2 separate regions of the Sus scrofa genome follow, and region 1 is linked to region 2. Evidence: chromatin contacts called from public Hi-C data. All regions are on one chromosome and are shown on one strand. Each heading gives the region's core, a stretch centred on a gene start, on an enhancer-like site or on the middle of the called end of the contact. The rest is flanking DNA. Distances are from core to core; before and after follow the strand shown. Region 1 overlaps LOC102166871 (a long non-coding RNA gene). Region 2 holds the start of KATNAL1 (katanin p60 ATPase-containing subunit A-like 1).

Region 1 (3,767 bases), core at 893-3,392, 81 kb after region 2:
CATCTGGCTAGGTTAGGTACTTTGATCTTTTGGAGGACAGCAGCATGGGAAAGTAAAGAGGGAGACATCTAAACTCCATAACTAAGTTTCCTGAAATAATTATATTTTGGTGATACAGTGAACCTAGAAAATTGGAGATTCGTTGTGTATTGGTTCTTTCTGAAAAGTGATGAATAAAACATGAATATAAGGCTCCAGATTACGCCAGAGGATTTTCTTCTAAGGCTGAGGCCCTACTGCAGTGTTTTGGAAAGTACTCTATGTATAATGTGAAATAAAACACATGTAGGTTGGGGGGTGGGCTGTCAGTTTCTGCTTGGGCCTTTTAGCTGCATTGAGCTATCCTTTCCCTCCACAGCCAAGAGCCTAAGCTCTTTACTCACTCCCACTACTGTCGCTTGTACACTAAAATCAAACAACCCCAGCCTGATAATCACAGTTTCTGAAAGCACAAAGTAACACTATACAAGTCCCAGAAAGTGAAAGAACTTCTTTCTAAATTCAAACGACTGAACAAGGAAACATTCAGGTGGGCAGAGTCCTTGCAGTTTCAGTTCTCGCCACAGGAAGATTTAAAGGAGCCGCATTCTGGACGCTGGTTTTCCTTTTAATGAAAATCCAGAAGCGCCCACGTTTCCCGGGCCTTTCCCCGCCCCTCGCCCCTCCCCAGCTCCATCCCCCAGAAGCGCGGATCTGCTTGGGAAGAGAAAACCGGCTCTGTGCTCCTTGCAAAACGCTGTCCTCCTCCTCCCAAGCGCCGGCCGGCACCCAGGCCGCCTGCGCCTCCCGCTGCCCGAGGCCCCGCCGCAGCAGCCGCCGCTCCGCCGGAGAAGGGGGCTGCGCTGGGCCGGTTTGTCAAGTCCTTGAAGCAGAGCAAAACCAGGGAGTGTTTGCTGGCTCCTTTCCTTTCCTTGGAAAGCACTGAGCCAGAGGAAGACGCGCCCCCCCCGCCCCGTATACCTTCTACTGCCGTCCTGGTTGTTTATAAAAATAGCGTTCTTGTCTTTAAAACCTGCATTTTGCTCCCCGGCAGTAAGCAGTTGTTAATGATTGCCAGGCGGTTTCTGTGTCTCAGCACCACGTGACCGGGACACGTGACCTGGAGCCGGCTGTGGCTGTTCCTTGTAGTTGAATAAAAAGATCAAGCTTATTATTGCATGAAAAGCCTGGGGAGCTCATCAGCGCAACGTGATTCCCAGGCGGGTTACACAACGCGCGGCTGCGCTGGGTTCGCTCCGCCCGGCGCAGGGAGCCTTGTCTAAGGAACACTGAACAAACACGGTTTTATGCTTTCCAGAGTGAGAGTCCATTTTCCCCTAGGAAAAATGCACGATGAGCCTAGGGAAAGCAGACACCCAGCTTCTCCGAGCCCTCTTGCTGGGCCGAAGTGGGAGGACCCGGCAGCACACAAAGCAGGAAAGAGAAGACCCAGGCCTGTTCTCAACTAAAGATCCGGGACTATTTCCCTTTCTCCCTCCCTGGAAGCCTTCGGAATCGGCTCTTCTCCACTTATAAAAAATGGAAACTAAAAATGACATTTGAGAATTTAAAATTTAAATGACATGTTCGTGTTTTTTTCCTGAAGATTTCTAGAACCTTAGCAATTAAATTTTGATTCAGCACATCCTGCAAAGGAAAGAGCAAGATTAGTCTCTTTCTAGGTGGGAAAAGCCTGTCCCCCTGTGCAGGTTAGGCTACGGATGGGTGGTGCGCGGGCAAACACTTGCATGCTGGCCTCCAAAGGGCCCCTCCCCCACCCAGACGGTGCCAGCCTTCCTATGCCCTTTTTCATACAGTCCTCCCCCAACACCCCTATTCTGAAGAAGCCCTGCAACATTTGGCTTCCTCTTGTCTCTAAGGGTAGCGGGTCCTCAGTGATGACTCAATTACAGGGAAAAGTGGGGAGGAACAATGACTCTGGTTATCTCCAGCCCAAGGCCTCCCCTAAATGCAACTGCAAAGATGAGCCCCAGCAGTCACTTTCCCACCAGCACCTGTTTTGGAACAAGAGGAGAACTCTTCTACAGCCCAGGCCGTGTTTCAGCTGTGGATTCGTTCATTCCACAAACGCTGAGGGGTAACTCCTCTGCCTGGTGCTATTCCAGGTGCTGAGGGACAGGAGTGAGTCAGGGAGACAGATCCTGCTGCCTGGAGTTTGGCTTGAGAAAGGGGGCGTTATCTCCAAGAGGCCAAGCCCAGGAGGCTGGTCCAGCCAGGAGACTGCGGTGGGGACAGGGCTTGTGAAACCTCCTTCCGCAGAACTGCCACTGCTCCCACGGCCAGGAGCCCTTCTCCACTAGCCATTAAGGGCTGATGCTTTGGAAACAAGAGTTACAGCTTTGCCCATAGGCTGATGTGACCCTGTTTCTTAGACACCATCTAAGTCTGCATTGAGGAGTCTTCACTCAGGTTTCTGATCCTCTGCAGTCAAGAGCCTTTGTGTAGACGTCTCACTGCTGCTGGCGGCGGGACTGAAAAGACAGCAGAGCTTCTCGGGCGTGGTCACCCCACGAGCTGTGATCAAAGCACTGCACGGAGAACCAGCCAAGCACCAGCAGCTCGCCTCCCTGCTTCCCCACAGCCCTCCTTCACAGGACACCTGCGCAGCTCTGGCAGGAAGTCCCCGAGAGGCCAGGCTGTCCAAGCCCCAGGGGGAGCGAGGTACAGCCTCAGGTAGCCTCCCCAAGGACAAGGTGTCAGCGCAGCTGGTATTCTTCGTGGGAGATGGGCAGAGGCCTCCCTACCTTGTCAGACCTGATGTGGATCAGAGAGCAAAGGTGTGTTCTGCAACTGGCAGAACTTCTGACATTCTGAATGCGAACTGGCCAGGGAACGGGAGGGGGAAACAGAGGGAAAGGCTGAGCTATTACATTCTTTTTTTTTTTTTTTTTTTTGTCTTTTTTGCTATTTTTGGGGGTCGCTCCCGCGGCATATGGAGGTTCCCAGGCTAGGGGTCCAATCGGAGCTGTAGCCACCAGCCTACGCCAGAGCCACAGCAACGTGGGATCCAAGCCGCGTCTACAACCTACACCACAGCTCAAGGCAACGCCGGATCGTTAACCCACCGAGCAAGGGCAGGGACCAAACCCGCAACCTCATGGTTCCTAGTCGGATTCGTCAACCACTGCGCCACGACGGCAACTCCTGAGCTATTACATTCTTAATGAAGTCTTGATTGGATTCGGATGGAAACTTAGCGAACACTCTTTCCCCTAGAACTGTATAGTCAGCCCTCTGTACCTACAGGTTCCACATCCTCAGATACAACCAACCACAGATTCAAAATATTCACACACCAAAAAAAATTCCAGAAAGTTCCAGTAAGCAAAAGTTGAATTTGCAGCACACCAGCAACTATTTATATAGCATTTACAACTGCTGACATTATATTGGGTATTATAAGTAATCTACAGATGATTTAATGTATACAGAAGGATGTGTGTAAGTTATATGCAAATACTGCACCATTTTATGTCGGGGACTCAGGCATCTGCAGATTATGGCCTTCTCAGGGTCCTGGAACCAATCCTCCACAGACACTGAGAGGCAACTGTATACCCTATCAAAGGGAAAGGAACTGTATACCCTATCAAAGGGAAGGGAAGATGGCAAGCTTAAATGAAAGTCAGAAATGGGTTTGACGGTGAAATTTCAGTGCCGTGAGCAGTGAGGGGAGTTTTCAGCAGGCAGCAGGCAGCATTTCAGGTGACAGAGGCCATCTCCTTTACCTGCATGCAGAGCTGCCCCCATGGGAAAAGTCTCCCCCT
Region 2 (3,614 bases), core at 346-2,845:
GTCTCTAAGGCTGTTTCCTCATCTCTAAATAACAGCTACTTCGCAAGGATTAAGGATTAAATAAGGGGCTACATCCAAAACATGTGGCAGAGTGCCTCCCACAGAGTAAGTACTCAATACATATTACCATGACATTACTATGTGTTCACACTCTGGGGGGTATAGCAACTTACACGAGCTCTATCACACTGATGATGTGACATGGCCGTTTGCCCATGCAGGGCACAGATTATCTTCTAGCATCTCTTTATTCCACAATCTGGCACAATACCTGGCACACAACAGGTCCTTAAATTTTAAATGAATAAATAAAATACTTCAAACCCCTATACTGTATAACACAAAGCGCTGATTTTTTTTCTAGTGACCTTATTAAACCTACTTTTTAATCTCCTCATACAAAATCGCTACTTTAAGTTTATAGAGACCAGCTTCATTTAATCAAGAGAAAAGGAATTTTATAGTGGCCTTATGTTTTCTTGTCTAAATCACACACATAAAATAAGCCCACATCAGCTATTTCCCAACATACTATTGCAAAAATACCAAATTTCTAGGATGCTTATCTACCTATTGAAAAATTTTAAAAGGTAGACAAGGCAGGTTTTCTAAATCTGTTTCAGAGTTAATTTTCCTTACTATCACGGCCTGAGCAAACTTTAGGAGCCAAGGTGTATTCCAGAGCATTAGAAAAAAGGAAAGAAAAGAAAAAGGAAGGAAGGGGGAGGGAGGAAGAAAGAAAAAGGTGTTTTTTATTCTCCTGAGAACACTGGGCTAGTCAAAGAAAATATTTATCACTACTGCTTAAAAAGAAAAAAAATAAAAAGTCTACACTTTGAAAAACACTAGTAATTTAATGTAACCTTTAAGATGGAATCAAAATGTGTGCTGGCAGTGTTTAAGCTGGGGGGGGTGGAAGGGGTTCTCATTTTGTAATCTTGACTCAATAAATAAAATGCAAAATGCAACACGGTAAAAATATCAGACACTACTATCTATCAGCACTGTACCTTTCATCCACTTCTACATTTAACCTTTAAATATTACTGCCCTTTGAGTAATTATTAATCAGAGGGTTTAATTAATGCAAACACCTCTGAACTGCTTCAGAGTGAAACTGATCAAATACCTAGAAATAAACGTATCAGGAAAAGGAGAAAAGCCTGTTAAAACAGTTTTCCAGGTCTCCCAGCAAAAGTGTGCCATACCTACGGTTCTGCACCGCGAGGCAGCAACCTGGGAGGATGAGAGGTGCCGAAGGCCCGAGGCCCTGCAGCAGCCGGGCGGCCGCTCTTCCCCGAGGCTACTCGGGGCGGCGGCCCGGCCGGGGTGGGGCCAACGCTGCAGTCGGGGCGGGCCGAAAGGAGGGCGAAAAGGCCAGGTCTCGCCTCCGCTTCCCCTTCCCAGCGCTCAGAACGCCGTTCCGCGACCCCCCACAAGCCCCCTCACCACAAAGAGAGAGACTGGTCCCTCTCCGGCTCCGCTCAAACTTTATCGGTCTTTCTCAGTCGTCGGGGCCGCCGGGCTCTGTAGGCCGCCCATCCAGGCCGCCCCACCAGGCCACAAGCCTGAGGAGCCGCCGAACTACAATCCCCATAGTGCTCCGCGCCCCGCGGCGCTCCCCCTCCCGCCGGCACGCACTGCCTGTCCCGCCGCGCACTGCCCCCGGGTCTGCTGAGGCGGGGGCCGGGGAGGGACTTTCAACCCGGGGACCTCACCACGGGCTGGCTTGCTGGCGCCCGTCTCCCTCAGATTCATTACCTAGGTGCCGCAGGTCGGCCGACCGTTTTGCTGCGGGGCAGGTGGGGTGGGGGTGGGGCACAGGCCGCAGCCGCCGCGGAGTCCGTTAGTTCGCGACGTGCGTGGAGAGGCGGTGGCGGCGGCGGCGTACGGTTGCCATGGCAGCTGTGGTCCGCACGGCGGGGCGGGGGAGGAAATCGGGGGCTTGGAGTCAGCTCCAGGGAGGAGCCTGGGAACCCGCCCGGGTGCGGGGGCAGGGAGGCGCGAGGGTGCGTCTGGGAGCGGAGGGAGAGCGTGACATTGAGGAGGACGGTGACGAATTGCGCTCTCTTACCGCCGATGAGCCCTGCGCCGCAGCGTCCAATCCCCGTGGCAGGGCGCGTGTCCGTCCCCTCCGCCCGCGCGTCGATGCCTGCTCTATTCTGAGAGGATGCTTGTGGCGTCAGAGGAAGGAGCAGCGCCCGGCTCTTTAAAGGTCGCTGGTCCAGGCCCTCCCCCGCCGCCCATCCTCCTCTGGGCATCCCCCACTGGCCAGGCCCTATGGCTTGTTTGAACCCAAGCCACCTCTTTTGGAGTGTTTCACCAGTAAAACCGAATTTGCAGTTTTTCACACCCCCTTTCTGCCATTTTCTGAGTAGGATAGAAATGAACCATTTAGTAAAATACAACGCATTATTCGGGGGGGGGGGGGCTGAGACTTCAGTTGAATTTTGAGCTATAATATTTCTTTAATCGTTTGTGGACTGGCCATGACCCATCGCGGAGATGCACCATAGTCTGAACTGAGGTTAAGAGCAGGGGTTTCTAAAACCCACTTCTTAGTCCCCTACCTGCCACTACACTTGGTAGCTGAGACCTGGGGGCAGTGATGCTCAGCGTTTTAATCTGCAACGTGGAGATAATAATCTAGTTCACAGTGCTTGTGAGAAAGAAAAGCACTGATACTGATGAAGCTTTCCAGAACAAAGCCTGGCATTTAACAGTAACTTTTAAATATTAGTTCTTTAACCCATCGGTGAGACGAGCCAGAAGGTGGGAGGCCGGAGCTGAGGGTGGGGTTTGGCTGAAGAGGGAATTTTTCCGTGGTGATGGAAAAGCCCTGTACCTTGCTTAGGGATTGGGCTGTACAGGGGTGTCTGCGTTTGTCAAAACTCAGGAAATGCTACAATTAAGATTGGTACATTTCACCGTAGGTAAATTTACCCTCCAAAAAACAGTGAAATACTAGTTACCATTATTAGAGTTGTAGACTCTAATAGCGACCACAGTTCAGTCTTCAGGATATGCAGAGCAGGGAACGGACGCTAGAGGTTTAAGGGAAAGGAGGAGGAAGGAGGGGTTTCTGACCTGTCGTTTTTGGTAGTAACTGTCTCTGGAGAAATTATGATTGAAAATAGCAAGCTGCTGTGTGTGTCATCCAGCCTTCAGTCGGGGTCACCCTGTCCACACAGACTCTGTTGAAATTGACTGAAGTCCCTTTTCTACTGCCTGTGGAAGGCCCATGCTCTCTCCAAGACTGCCTGTTCCCTGGGGGTGTATGTACAACCTCAGGGTCACTTCTGGCTCTGAGTTCTTGTTTTCTCTGAACACTTAGACTCCCTCACGTCTCACCTCCTGCAACTCTTTTTTGTCTCCTGACACAGTGTGGAAAGCAGACTCTTTTCTTTGGTTGTTTGTATAGCAGACTCTTCTGAAGGTTTGGAGCAACGGAGGGGTCTTAAATGAAAGATGCAAATAACCTAAAATTATAATTTCTTGATCTTTTTTTCCCTTTTTTTAAAACTTATGGCCACACCCGCAGCATATGGAAGTTCCCAAGCCAGGGACTGAATCCAAGCCAAAGCTGTGACCCAAGCTGGATCCTTTAACCCACT

The links. A called contact is a pair of places that touch in the nucleus more often than the background predicts.
Region 1: a Hi-C map of omental adipose tissue shows a contact between it and region 2, with 2.2 times the contacts expected there. The contact joins the enhancer-like site here to the promoter of KATNAL1 in region 2. A contact is called at or near these places in 1 of 5 promoter capture datasets (liver), 11 of 47 Hi-C or Micro-C datasets (embryonic fibroblasts, epiblast stem cells, fetal skeletal muscle and 4 more) and 2 of 2 datasets of contacts at active chromatin or transcription factors (alveolar macrophages and skeletal muscle).

What each region holds. Positions count from the first base shown.
Region 1 is chr11:7,143,014-7,146,780 of Sscrofa11.1, forward strand. LOC102166871 (a long non-coding RNA gene) reads left to right here. Exons shown (of 2, transcript XR_306105.3): 2 at 1,321-1,558. Among named protein-coding and RNA genes, the nearest start is that of HMGB1, 55 kb to the right of the region's middle. Within about 2 kb of position 2,143, at least 13 of the 83 cell types and tissues checked have an H3K27ac peak or open chromatin away from gene starts, as enhancers often do. A contact at or near this core is called in omental adipose tissue, where this site is marked.
Region 2 is chr11:7,062,576-7,066,189 of Sscrofa11.1, forward strand. KATNAL1 (katanin p60 ATPase-containing subunit A-like 1) reads right to left here and starts at 1,596. Exons shown (of 13, transcript XM_021065541.1): 1 at 1,450-1,596.